Regions from separate parts of the Ovis aries genome. Here all the other regions are linked to region 3. A link is a contact called in public Hi-C data. All regions are on one chromosome and are shown on one strand. The core of a region is the stretch at or near the end of the contact, and the rest is flanking DNA. Distances in the headings are between cores, read along the strand shown. Region 1 holds the start of CCDC57 (coiled-coil domain containing 57). Region 2 overlaps CCDC57 (coiled-coil domain containing 57). Region 3 has its middle 23 kb from the start of CSNK1D.

Evidence for each region. A called contact is a pair of places that touch in the nucleus more often than the background predicts.
Region 1: a Hi-C map of muscle shows a contact between it and region 3, with 2.6 times the contacts expected there. The contact joins the promoter of CCDC57 here to the enhancer-like site in region 3. A contact is called at or near these places in 3 of 16 Hi-C or Micro-C datasets (liver, mixed tissues and muscle).
Region 2: a contact with region 3 is called in a Hi-C map of muscle, with 2.9 times the contacts expected there. The contact joins two enhancer-like sites. A contact is called at or near these places in 7 of 16 Hi-C or Micro-C datasets (blood, hypothalamus, liver and 3 more).

The regions. Positions count from the first base shown.
Region 1 is chr11:50,163,605-50,168,221 of ARS-UI_Ramb_v3.0, forward strand. CCDC57 (coiled-coil domain containing 57) reads left to right here and starts at 1,479. Exons shown (of 18, transcript XM_042256231.1): 1 at 1,479-1,538. The coding sequence starts at 1,493.
Region 2 is chr11:50,180,710-50,185,189 of ARS-UI_Ramb_v3.0, forward strand. It overlaps CCDC57 (coiled-coil domain containing 57), which reads left to right. Exons shown (of 18, transcript XM_042256231.1): 3 at 2,265-2,373. Among named protein-coding and RNA genes, the nearest start is that of CCDC57, 18 kb to the left of the region's middle. Within about 2 kb of position 3,167, at least 1 of the 54 cell types and tissues checked has an H3K27ac peak or open chromatin away from gene starts, as enhancers often do. A contact at or near this core is called in muscle, where this site is marked.
Region 3 is chr11:50,076,876-50,081,080 of ARS-UI_Ramb_v3.0, forward strand. No RefSeq gene overlaps it. Among named protein-coding and RNA genes, the nearest start is that of CSNK1D, 23 kb to the right of the region's middle. Within about 2 kb of position 1,291, at least 50 of the 54 cell types and tissues checked have an H3K27ac peak or open chromatin away from gene starts, as enhancers often do. A contact at or near this core is called in liver and muscle, where this site is marked.

The DNA.
Region 1 (4,617 bases), core at 229-2,728, 87 kb after region 3:
TTAGGGTCAAGGTCAGGGCTCAGGTTAGGGTTAGTGTCGGGGTAATTGGAGGGAGAAGGTCATGGTGGGGTTGGTCAGGTTTCAGAACGTGGATGGTGAGGTACAGAACTCTTGTTTGTTGTTAGGGTTTATTTTTATTCAAAAGTGTGTATCCTCTTGGCCCTTTTGGTTTACACACACAGACCCCAGAGCCCCTTCACTGGGGTTGACCCAGCACGCATGTAGTTCATATGTTGTTTCTGATCCTCAAATGCACGGGGAATGGAAGGCATTATCTCTACTTTATGGAGAAGAGCAAACAGAGTCCCAGAAAACTGTAACAAGAGGAGTGGGCCTGGGGTTTGAAGCTGGACTGCCCTTTGAAGCTGGGCTGGGGGCAGTGAGGCTGCCCAGGGCCTATGGGATATAGGTTAAAGGTCATGCGGATCCTCTGTGGCTTCCCCAGGCAGGAAGGCAGGGCTATTTTCACATGGTTTCTGTGCACTGATAGGATCACTTCTTCCATTTTCAAGGAGGCTTGAATTATTGATCTGCCTGATGTTTAATAACCCCTGGACCTCCCTCTAAGAGCTGCCTTTTAAAGCAGAACCTTTCTTACTATTAACTGTGCTGAGAGGTCTGGTAGGAACAGCTTGAGGACTGGCCCTGTGCAGCTAGAATGCCATCAGGGTGGAGAAAACACAGATGGAGAGGAGAGGCTGGACCAAAGACTATGTCCCCCTCTCTGCTGCCACCACTGCCTCTGTGCCCATTACTTCCTGGAGCTCCACGGTGCGATTGCCCAGGCAGGCTGAACCTTTGTTCGGACAACTGGTCCTCTTCGGCTCCAGTAGACCTTCAGATACTGGGGAAGAGGATCTCTAAGTATGGGGGCAGTGACATATTGGTTTGCTCGTTGCCTCTGTGAGGTGGTTTTGTTTTTTTTTTTAACCCGTAACTCGGACACACAAACACCAAAGCACACAGGTTATGAGTGCACACAAACATGAATTCTCATAAGCCAAGCACACGGTGCAACAGCGCCCAGATCAAGGGCGCTGGCCAGAAAGGCCATCCTGCCATCCTGAGCCCCGCTAATCCCGGACACGCAGAGCTCACTGCTTGCCCGCCTCTTCTGGGTCCCCCTCGCAGTGTCTGCCTGTTTCACTGCCGGAGGATCCACGCGTGAAGACGCAGTTCTCGTTGTCTCGGACTTTTACTCCGCTCCACGCCCACGTGCAGCCTGGGCCCCTCCCCTCCCAGGTACAGCTCCCCGTAAGCCCCACCCCGACCCGTCAGAGCCGCCAACAGCTTCCGGGCTCCGAGACCGGCGGGATCGCGGAACCCGGCCACCTGCCATCCGATAGTCCGAAACCTTCCTCGTCTGGTGTACCTGCGCGCGGGCGGGGCGCGAAGAATCCGGAACCAGATGTCAGGGCTCCCGTTTCCGGCCGGCGGAACCCGAGCGCTGTACCAAGAGCGCCCGGACGGCGGCCGACAGACTCAGGTTACCATGGCAACGCGGAGGGACAAGAGGCTGCTCGGGGCCAGCGTTCCAGGTGAGGCGCGGGCGCGGGGGCGACGCGGCGGGGCGCCAAGGGGCCTCAGGGGCCGGCGACGCGAGAAGCTGTGGCCCTTTGGGTCGCTTTTCACGGGCGTCGTCTCTTTTCTTGGAAAAACCCGAGACCTCCAAGTCCTGCCAGACGCCGCGCACTCCCTTGAGGCCACCCTGCAGGGCTGTGGGCGCGAGAGCGGTGCCGGGCCCGCGGAGCCCGGTACGCAGAGCCCGCCGGGCTCTTGTCTGAAGCGCGCGTGTCGCATGCGAGGTGGGAAGGCTAGGGCATTCGTTGGCGCCACGCTTTGAGTGCTCTGCGTTGTTGTTCGACTCCTTCAGGAACCTGAAGACGTGGGCGCCGCAGAGATGGGAGAGTTTACCGGTTCCACAGCCAGTGAGGACAGGTTCAGACCCAGGCAGCCTGGTCCAGAGTAACTAAAGAAAAAAAATTGAGATTTACAAAAGAGTTGCAGAATAAGTATAAAGATTGCCTCGGTGCTTTTACCAAGGTGCCCCCAAATGTTAATCTCTTATGTTACCATAGTTCTTTTTAGCCAACTGAGGAAACTTAGCTCATACAAAACCATGATCTAATGTACAGGATTTATTCAGACTCAGCAATTATCCCACGGATGACTTTTCTCTTTTACAAGATCCAATCCAGGACCGTCCGTGTTTTCTTTCTTATTCTTTAATCGGAAGTGCTTCCTCAGTCATTCCTTGACTTTTATGAGTCAATTATTTTGTAGAATGCCCCTCAGTTTGGGTTTTTCTGATGTTCCCTTATGATTACTTTTAAGTTATGCATTTTTGGTAAGAAAAACCTTTCCTGTGAAATTGTGTTTTTCTCTGCATCTTATCAGGAGTCATATAATGTCGATTTGTTCCATTACTGCTGATACTAACTTTGGTCGTTTGTGTTAGGGGATATCTACAAGGTGTTTCCATCATTGAGTTACCATTTTTCCCGTGGGGAGTTACTTTGAAAGTGTGTAAATATATTGTTTAAAATCACTAATTTTAGCATCCAGAAGTGAGCATTTTCTGAAACAATTGTAAGTGTTGCTTTTGCCACAGAGTGATTTTTTCATTTCCATTATTTTTACTTTCAAGTTGGAATTCTACTGTAAGGAAGAACCTTCCATATTTTAAGTTATTCAGTTATTTATCTTGGCGTGGACATTTTAATTTTATTTCATAGGTTATAGACCATTACTAAGGGCTTCCAAGGTGACTCAGTGGTAAAGAATCTGCCTGCCAGTGCATGAGACAGGAGAGATGGGGGTTCAATCCCTGGGTCAGGAAGATGCCCTGGAGCAGGAAGTGGCAACCCACTCCAGTATTCTTGCCTGGAAAATTCCATGGACAGAGGACCCTGGCTGGCTACAGTAATGGGGTTGCAAAGAATCACCCAAGACTGAGCATGCACACACAGAAATCCATTACTGTCATTTATTTTGTTGCTCTGTTGTGCAGATTTGGCCCATTCAGGTTGGCTTCCGTGTCCTTTTTAGCCTATCCCCAACATTTTGAGCACTTCCTTATTTTCTGGTACCATAGGATATTCTGGACTCAATCTTGTGCTTTCCTTGACCTAACCTGGAATCAGAAATTTCTCTGAGGTGTGTTGGTTCCTTTTAATTTAGAAGATTTTTTTTTTTTTTTAAGAAACCAAGATCTTTGGAGGTGTGCTCGTTGCTACTGGAGGGTTATTACTTTTTGGCTTTCTCAATGGGCAGCACTAGGAAGCATAAATTTGTGTACACCCTATACATCTCTATCTATTTCTATATCCATATATCTATCTGTATAAGTATTCAAAACTGAGTTTATACCTCCAATTTCAATCCGTCACCACAGGGTTCCTTCTATTAATACCTCCCTTTTTGCTCTCCAACTCCGGCTCCCGTTGTTGCCTCAGTCTGGTCTGGTCTTTGTCCCCCAGTCATGTCTGGCTCTCTGCAACCCCAAGGACTATCACCCACCAGGCTGCCCTGTCCATGGAATTCTCCAGGCAAGAATATTAGAGTGGGTTGCCATTTCCTTCTCCAGGGGATCGTCTCCACCCAGGGATCGAACCCACATCCCCTGCTCTGGCAGGCGGATTCTTTACTGTGAGCCACAGGGGAGCCCTATTGTCCTCAGTATGCTTAACGTTTTTGCTCAGTCCTAGACCACATATAGTTTCAGTATTGCCAAGCCATATTTCTGTGAAAAACAAACCTACTTAAGTAGAGAATGATATTTGCATGTGATTGTTTTTTTCTTTAAATATATAGTCAAAATCTATTTTACAAAGTTGCCTTAGTGTATTTATGTTATTAATTTGTAATAAAGTTAGGTTCATTTGTTTCTGGTTATATTTCACTTTGAGTCCTTATTGATTCCACCCCCTACCCCGACCTCCTATGCTGTGCAGTTTGTGGGATCTTAGTTCCCCAACCAGGGATTGAACCTGGGCCCTCGGTGAAAGCACAGAGTCCTAACTACTGGACTGCCAGGGAATTCCCAAGTCCTTATTGATTTTAAGTCTTGGTATGTGAAACATTTATGTGGTTGTAAAAGTATGAGCAGATTATCAGCTCTTAACTACTGACTGTTCAATTTATCGCCTATCATTTATTTGCTTTTTTGGGTGGGGTGGGGGAGGCATGGGAATTTGGCAGCTATAAATTCGGATTAAAAAAGCGCTATATTCTCCTCACGTGAGCAGTATCCCTCATCCCCAGCAAGTTCCAGTGATGGAATTAAGATCCATCTGCTGCTCTTCTCAGGTTTTACAAATGGTTGTGGGTACTATTTGGCAGTCAGTGAAGGACAGGAGTCACAGGCCCATAATTTTCACCCTCTCGATCCCCTGAATAATCACCTGTACTGAGCTTCGTTCACTCGGGGGTTCCAGAGGGTGCCAGCCTTGAATCCTTTGTCCCGAATACAGAGATGAGCCACCTCTGGACTTTCTTTCAAGTCCCACAAACATTTTTCATAGATTGAGCTTATTAAATATATTTACAGAGCCACCAGTAAGACGACATTCTGTATCTGACTTTGAGCCTTTACAAACGGCGTTTTGTGTAACTGCT
Region 2 (4,480 bases), core at 1,917-4,416, 110 kb after region 3:
CATAAAAGGCCCTGGATCGTCAAAGCAGTCTTGAGAAAGAGAAATAGAGCTGACAGAATCAGGCTGTCTGACTTCAGACTGTACTACAAAGCTACAGCAATGAAGAATCGATGGTACTAGCACAAAAACAGAAATACAGATCTGTGGAGTAGGATCAAAAGGCCAGAGATAGACTCATGCACCTATGGTCACCCAACCTATGACAAAGGAGTCAAGATTTTTGATGGTGGCCATTCTGACCAGTGTGAGGTGACACCTCATTATAGTTTTCATATGCATTTTTCTGATAATTAGTGATTTTGAGCATCTTTTCATATGTTTGTTGGTCCATAGACAATGGAGAAAAGATAGCCTCTTCAATAAGCGGTGCTGGGAAAACTGGACCAGCTACATGTAAAAGAATGAAATTAAAACACTCCCTAACACCATATACAAAAATAAACTGAAAATGAATTAGAGACCTAAATGTAAGGCCAGACACCATAAAGCTCCTACAGGAAACATAGGCAGAGCACTCTGACATAAATTGCCACAATCTCTTTAAAAAATATTTATTTATTTAATTCTGTCTGAGCTGGGTCTTCTTTTCTGTGAGGGCTTTTCTCTAGTTATGGTGAGCAGGGGCTATTCTCTAGTTGTGGTGCTCAGGCTTCTCATGCTGGTAGCTTCTCTTGTTGAAGAGCATGAGATCTTAGACCCGAGGGCTTCAGTATAGTTGCAGCTCTCAGGCCTAGAGCACAGGCTTAATAGTTGTGACACACGGGCACACATGCTTCGAGGCACGTGGGATCGTAGTTCCCTTACCAGGGATTGAACCCACTTCTCCTGCATTGCAAGACAGATTCTTAACCACTGGATCATCAGGGAAGTCCCAGAAAACATTTTTAATCTTACAGTATAGTACCAGCCACATCATCACTGCTGCTTTTACGCTTGCTTCTGGACATCCTGGGGTTGAAATAAAGATACCGTACTACTGTAGTCTATACAGTACCGTAAAGTACCCGAAAGCACGCCACGTGTAGAGGATGCACGCACATGGCAGAGAACGCCAGACACAGGAACTGGCTTATGTGATTGGACTTGCAAACACCTGTTCTCATCTTGGAAAGTTCGCCTCTAGAAGGTTCGTATGTAGGGGACTTATTGTTTTAATGATGTGAAATATATATTAAATCTGAAACTAAGAGCCGACTTGAGGCAGGTCGACTGAGACCCTGAAGCTGTCATCAGGCGCATGGGCTCTGCTCACGATGAGAAAGGACAGGCCTCAGCTGCATGCTCTGCTGCAGTCTTGGCGTGCTTTATATTGTTTAGTGAAGTGTCTCCCCAGAACTTCTGCTCATTCTTTTTCACCACTTTTGGGACATTTTCAACCATTATTTCTTCAAGTACATTGTTGGCTCCACCCTCTTCTTCCTTCCATCTTGGTACTGCGGTGAGGACAATGTGAACGCTACATCTTCTGTTATCATCCCACGGGGCTCTGAGGCTCCGCTCATTTATTTCAGCATATTTCTATCTGTTATCAGGTCAAGTAACTTTTGTCATTCTCTGGTTCTTTTGTGTAACGTGTTCATTCTGCCTTTGAGCCCAACTAGAGTGTCCTTTGTTTTGGTTATTGTACTTCTTAGTTCTCACGTTTCCATTTGATTCTTTGTTATATTTTCTTTTTCTTTTCTGAGAGTTTCTGTTTTCTGTTTGTCCCAAGGCTGTGTGAAATTGCTTGTCAGAGCATTTTTATGATGGCTGCTTTAAAATCTTTGTTAGATCATATCAGCAGCTGTGTCATCTTGGTGTTAGTATCTGTGGATTGTGTGTTCTCATTCAAGTGGAGAGTTCCTGGTTGTTGGTATGACCAGTGACTTTTGTGTTTCTCTTTTCTTTTTTGGCCACACTGCTCGGCATGTGGGATCTTCATTCCCCAAACAAAGAACAAAAACCTGCGCCCCCTACAGCAGAAGCTGTCCTAGTCGCTGGACTGCCAGGGAAGTCCTGGTATGACCGGTGACTTTTGATTGTATCCTGGGCACTTCTGGGATTGTCCTTAGAGCCTGGGTCCCACATCATGTTCTCCTCTGCAGACAGTCACCTGTCCGGATATAGCATGTGGGTCCCCTGGGTCCTGCCAAAGCCACTCCTGCAAAGAAGCAGCATTACCTGTCACCTCACGTTTGCAAAGGAGACCCTGCAAATGTATAGTTTGGAGACTATTCAGTGTGACTTTTCTTAATGCTGAGCTTTTTTTTTTTTTTTTAACATAGTGATAGGAACAGTGAGCTGGATCAGCAGCGGGAGCAGTATGGGAACCTGAAGTGGAAGCTGGAGAGGAGGCTCAAGGAGCTAGACGGCGAACTTGGCCTGCAGCGGCAGGTAGGGTGGGGGATCTGCTTCTTCCTCAGCACTGTTGTTTTGTTGGTCGTATAGTATCAGCCTGGGATCACAGGTTTCCACTTTGTGGTAATCTGTGGTGAAATGTGTCAGGGTATCTAAATCTTCCTCTGTGCTAACTCCCCCAGAATTCTCCTTCCTTGGGAATGAATAAACATTTCATCCTTTATTTATTTGAGAAAGAAGTATTATGAAGTCAGAGTTATTTACTGTGAAAGAGAGCTGGGAACTCAAATTGTGATAATTGTATTTCTTTCAACAAGCAATAAATGACACTAAGTTTAAATATAGCTGTGTCAACTGACAGGAGACACTTAAACCTGTCTCCGAAATTTCTCCTCGTTGTCCCTGAAGCTCAGCTTCCACGTCTGAGAGGCTTCGCTATGTTGGAGTTTGGGTGAAGGACATCCTTCATACTTAGGGCTGAGTCTGGCAGGGCTGCGTGTGTGCAGCGACATGGGTCCCCTTGTTCTTCCAGGATGTATCGAGCTTGCGTTGTCGTAGCAGCAGCAGGGGTTTATGGAAACTGCCTCATGTAGCTCCTTGTGCATGTGTGTGGATTTATCTGCTCAATACAACAGAGACACCATTTTGTTCTGCATTTTGCAAATAGGGAACCGAGGTCGAGACATTAAGTAACTTGCCCAAGATCCCCCTCAGTAAATCGAGGAGCCGTAATTTGAGTCCAAGACACTTCCAGCGTGTGAACTCTTAGGCACTGTCCTCCTGCCGTGGGTTAGCGACTCACGACTTATTTTTAGACTTGTGTCCGGGATATTGGAGAGGAGCTGGAGCTGGAAGTCAGCCTGGCTGTGTCCCCACTTCTGCCCTCCTTGGAGTGATAGTGACTGAGTGATCCGACCTTGGATCCTGGTCTCCCAGTGGATGTGCCACGGGGCAGATATGAACTTTGTGCCTGCCTGTGCTGGCTTGTCCTTTCTTAGCACTGGGGTCAGCAGTTCTCAAGGAGGGCAGACCGGCCAACTGGTGGACTGAGGCCGAGTGTCAGGCCCTCCATCCCATAGCATGGCGTCGGTGCCCTGAGATAGGACAGCATCCTGATGAGCTGTGCCCATCGGAATGGAAGATACCCATGGACGCAACTGTCCTTATGACCGAGCTTTCAGGCCTGGCCGCATCTATTAACCACCACAGGCGCAGGAGGAGGCCCTGTCCTTTCCTTCCCCTCTGGAAGCTCGAATTTCATTGTCCACAATGATGCCATCACCCAAACATTCTGTAGAGCCTTTGACATTTCCTGCAGAGGACTTTCTTTTGGAGTCCTTGGGGACCAAAGAACTTTGCCTCTTTTGGGTGGTTTGACTTTAGGAAACATCCGAGGTCACTGAGGGCTGAGCCCGGCAATCTAGAGACCAGCTGTGACTCATCTAGGTCATGAAGTTTCCTCAAGTGGTGTCGGAGTCTCTTCCAGAGACGGAGTTTCAGAAGGGCTCTGGGTGGCGGTGGAATCATCCCTGTTAGCAGGGCAGTCAGTGGCACGTGGAGGCAGCGGTGGCCCTGGTGGGTGTTGTGGTCACTGGGCTGGGTCTCTGGGTGACTTCCCAGCTTGTCCACACTCAAAGAAGTCCTTACTGTGACTCAGGCTTGTTCAGGCTTTGAGCCCCCTTGTCCACAAGGAAGGCCCCTTCAGATGTGCGTTTTCATACCAGCCCTGTCTCTTGCAGGAAGGAAACTTGATGTCTAGACTCTCCAACTGTAGGCTCTGTCCAGGGCTGCTGCTGTGAACCTGGGCAGCCTTTGCTGCCTAGTGTGGTTCAGGGCCAGCTGGGGCCCATGCTAGCCCTGAGGCTCTACTGCCCGTGCCCGACCCTGTGACTGAAGGAAGGGTATTATGCGCTCATCGGCTTTGTGGCTTCCTTTGAGCTGGTTTTCGGTCTCCTTTTTCTGAAGATCTTTGTGTTCATTACTGACTTGTCAAAGGTAGAATTGATTCAATGGTAATGTTGATCATTACCTTGAGGAAAGAAATGTAAGACGACGGGAGCTGAGTTAGTCTGTTTAATGTTTATTATGTCTGCAAGCTGTAGACTATACACTTGTTTTTTTTGTTATTGGTTAGCAGTCCCAG
Region 3 (4,205 bases), core at 41-2,540:
TTATTTAACTTATATGCAGAGCACATCATGAGAAACACTGGGCTGGAAGAAGCACAGGCTGGACTCAAGATTGCTGGGAGAAATATCAATAACCTCAGATATGCAGATGACACCACCCTTATGGCAGAAAGTGAAGAACTAAAGAGCCTCTTGATGAAAGTGAAAGAGGAGAGTGAAAAAGTTGGCTTAAAGCTCAACATTCAGAAAACTAAGATTATGGCATCTGGTCCCATCACTTCATGGCAAATTGATGGGGAAACAGTGGCTGACTTTATTTTTCTGGGCTCCAAAATCACTGCAGATGGTGATTGCAGCCATGAAATTAAAAGACGCTTACTCCTTGGAAGGAAAGTTATGACCAACCTAGACAGCATATTCAAAAGCAGAGACATTACTTTGCCAACAATGGTCGGCTAGTCAAGGCTATGGTTTTTCCAGTGGTCATGTATGGATGTGAGACTTGGAATATAAAAAAAGCTGAGTGCTGAAGAACTGATGCTTTTGAACTGTGGTGTTGGAGAAAACTCTTGAGAGTCCTTGGACTGCAAGGAGAGCCAACCAATCCATCCTAAAGGAGATCAGTCCTGGGTGTACATTGGAAGGACTATGTTGAAGCTGAAACTCCAATACTTTGGCCACCTGATGCAAACAGCTGACTTATTTGAAAAGACTCCTATGCTGGGAAAGATTGAGGGCAGGAGGAGAAGGGGACGACAGAGGATGAGACGGTTGGAGGGCATCACCAACTCGATGGACATAGGTTTGGGTGGACTCCGGGAGTTGGTGATGGACAGGGAGGCCTGGTGTGCTGGAGTTCATGGGGTCGCAAAGAATCGGACACGACTGAGTGACTGAACTGAACTGACTGAACGGATTTAGATGCCTAACAGTAGGCGGGCTTGTGGGTGTAAATACTAACGTGGTGGTGTTCACTGGAAAATAGACTTTGCTGAGTCTGAAATTATCTACTGAACAAAACACTGAAGGGCAGGATGGGGTGAGGCAGTGCTCTGATCTCTGGGTTGCCCACCCTGGACGAGCTCTTTGCTAGAGGAGAGGAGGCGGGGATTAGAGCGCTCAGAGCTGGCCTGCCTGACCGAGTCTCCTGAGGCTGCTGGGAACCCCGCCCCCACTCCCGACGCCAGGCCCCCAACCCCGGCCCCAAGACCCGGATCCCTAGGACGGACCCGGATCCCTAGGACGGACCCGTCCAACTGGACCTCCGGCCCGCAGTAACCACAACCACCCACCGCGGGGTAGACAATACACTAGACACGTGACTGGACCTGACCAATGACCGTACCACAAGCTGCGGCCTTTGCGATTGGGCCAGAGGTTGACACATGATCCTACATCACCAATCAGAGCCCAGGAAAGTCTATTTAAGGCTGGGCCGGGCTCACACTCTCACCAGCCGCCTGAGGTGTGTTTCCTGGAAGTGAGTTCTTGCGTTGGCGACGATCCGGCAGGACCCTGGGGGATCTAGAGAGTTGCGGAGACGCGAGAGGCGCCCGCTTGGACTACGCGGCACTTGCTGCAGGACGACTTGGAATGTCTCCCTAATAGGCACGCAGGGTCTGAGCAGGTTCCTTGGCGTGGTGCTCCTGAGGTCCTGAGTCGCCAGTCCCGAGAAAGCCCAGCCCAGGGGACCCACCCAGAGACAGGCGATCGGACATCAGGTCTCACTCGCAGTCCCACCGCCCCTTGGCCCCCTCAACGTGACAAGGACGCGCCCCTGGAAGGAGCACAGGGGGCTCCGGATTAAATACCGGACGTTTATTGAGAGACAATACACTTACTGTAAAATTCATTATTTAAAGTGTGCGCTTTTGAACCAGCTTCCTTTCCATGATCACTTTCTAGAATTTGCATTTCTCTAGTTATGCGGCAACCCTTGTCTGTGAGGGTTGAGGGTGTTAAGAGCAGTTGTGGTTTGAGAAAGTGTGAGAACACTCACAGTCTCCTGAAAAATGTCTAGGCTTTTAGTAGCGGTAACAATGTTATCAATAATAAACAAATAAAGTGTGCGGTTTAGTGGTTGTCAGATTCAGAGTTGAATTTCTATTTTCATCATTTCAGATGGGAAAAAACTTGCGCTTGTTAGCAGCCATTTTCCTCCCAGTCCCTCCAGCCCTGCTTCGTGCTTAGTCACTTCAGTCATGTCCAACTCTGCGACCCCAGGGACTGCAGTCTACCAGGCTCCTCGGTCCATGGGATTTTCCAGGCAAGAGTACTGGAGTGGGGTGCCATTGCCTTCTCCACCCTCCAGTCCTGCTGCTGCTGCTAAGTCGCTCCAGTCGTGTACGACTCTGTGCGACCCCATAGACTCCCCCGTCCCTGGGATTCTCCAGGCAAGAACACTGGAGTGGGTTGCCATTTCCTTCTCCAATGCCTGAAAGTGAAAAGTGAAAGTGAAGTCGCTCAGTCGTGTCCGACTCTTCGTGACCCCATGGACTGCAGCCCACCAGGCTCCTCCGTCCATGGGATTTTCCAGGCAAGAGTACTGGAGTGGGGTGCCATCGCCTTCTCCGCCCTCCAGTCCTAGGTAACCACTAATCTATTTTTGGTTCATATAGATTTACCTATATTGCACATGCTAAAGAATTGTTCCTTGTATATTTGAAGTACAAGTTTAACAGGGTATCCTATATTTGTTGGCTAAATTTGGCCCCCTCAAAGGGGAGTATTCAAGCACTCTGGCTTGAGGAGGAGGACCAAAGCACTGACTGGAGTGTGAGATCTGCCCATAGGACACACTTCCACAGGATATAGTTTCCAAGAAAATGGAACTGCAAAGAGACAGACATCCAGCAATTTCTGGCTGTGTGTGGGTCCTCTGGGACTATCCCTGGAACACCCTCCATGGAAGAAGGTACAGGAGCTCAGGGAGAGGAGCAGGGAGTGAGGGTGACTTCAGGTCTCACAGGCCCTGAAGGCCTTTCATGAATGTATTCTTTTCTGCAACGATCCTGTTTCCATATTTTCTAGTTCTCTCTATATTTAAAAATAGTCTTATTTGTTGTTGTTCAGTCGCTCAGTCTTGTCTGACTCTTTGTAACCCCAGAGACTGCAGCATGCCAGACTTCCTGTCCTTCACTATCTCCCAGAGTTTGCTCAGACTCCTGTCCAATGAGTCAATGATGCCATCCTACCATCTCATCCTGTGTCACCCTCTTCTCCTGCCCTCAATCTTTCCCAGCATCAGGGTTTTTTTCTAATGAGTCAGTTCTTCACATCAGGTGGCCAAAGGATTGAAGCTTTGGCTTTAGCATCAGACCTTCCAGTGAATGTTTAGGGTTGATTTCCTTTAGGATGGACTAGTTTGATCACTTTGCAGTTCAAGGGACTCTCCAGAATCTCCTCCAGCACCATTGTTCAAAAGCATCAGTTCTTTGGCGCTCAGCCTTCTTTACGGTCCAACTCTCATGTCCGTACATGACTACTGAAGAAACCATAGCTTTGTCTATATGGACCTTTGTTGGCAAAGTGGTGTCCCTGCTTTTCAACACACTGTCTAGGTTTGTCACAGCTTTTCTTCCAAGGAATAAGCATTGTTTAATTTCATGGCTGCAGTCAGTATGCCTATTAAATCACATTTCAATTTTGTTGTTTTTGATTATTTATTTCCCACAATTTCATGATGTAGTACTGGTCTCTGAGCAGCTCAGTGACCCTTCCTTTCACTTATGGTCCCGCTGATGGGGATTAAGTCTGGTGCCTCTCCTCCCTGCTCTCCTTCACAGCAGAGTAAACAGGCTGGGAGGCCCTACCAAGCTCACCAGAAAGTAAAGGGGGCTATACAGCTTGCAGGCTAGCCTTCCAATTTCACAGCCACTTTCCGTCTTTCTCTGAGGGTCAGGTTCATCGCACGTCTCAGGTCATGGAAGATGATCATGTTTCCTAAGTGCTTGCAAGGCCCTCTCTTGTTTCATCTATTTATATTTTACTCATTCATTCTCTGCTCTCATATGCCTGACCTCATAGGCAGCCCTGCAGAGGTATGTGCGCATGTATTTTTTTTTTTTTTCATCTCAAGAGATGATAGATTTAAACACTAACTCTTACTACAATTATTAGCAAGCTAGGAATAGTGAAGAAGATCTTTAACTTGCTATGGTAACAACACGAAGCCTACAGCAAATATCCTTTTTTTTTTTTAAACTTTAAAATAGACTGTTTATTTGGCTGCACCGTGTGGCTTGCGG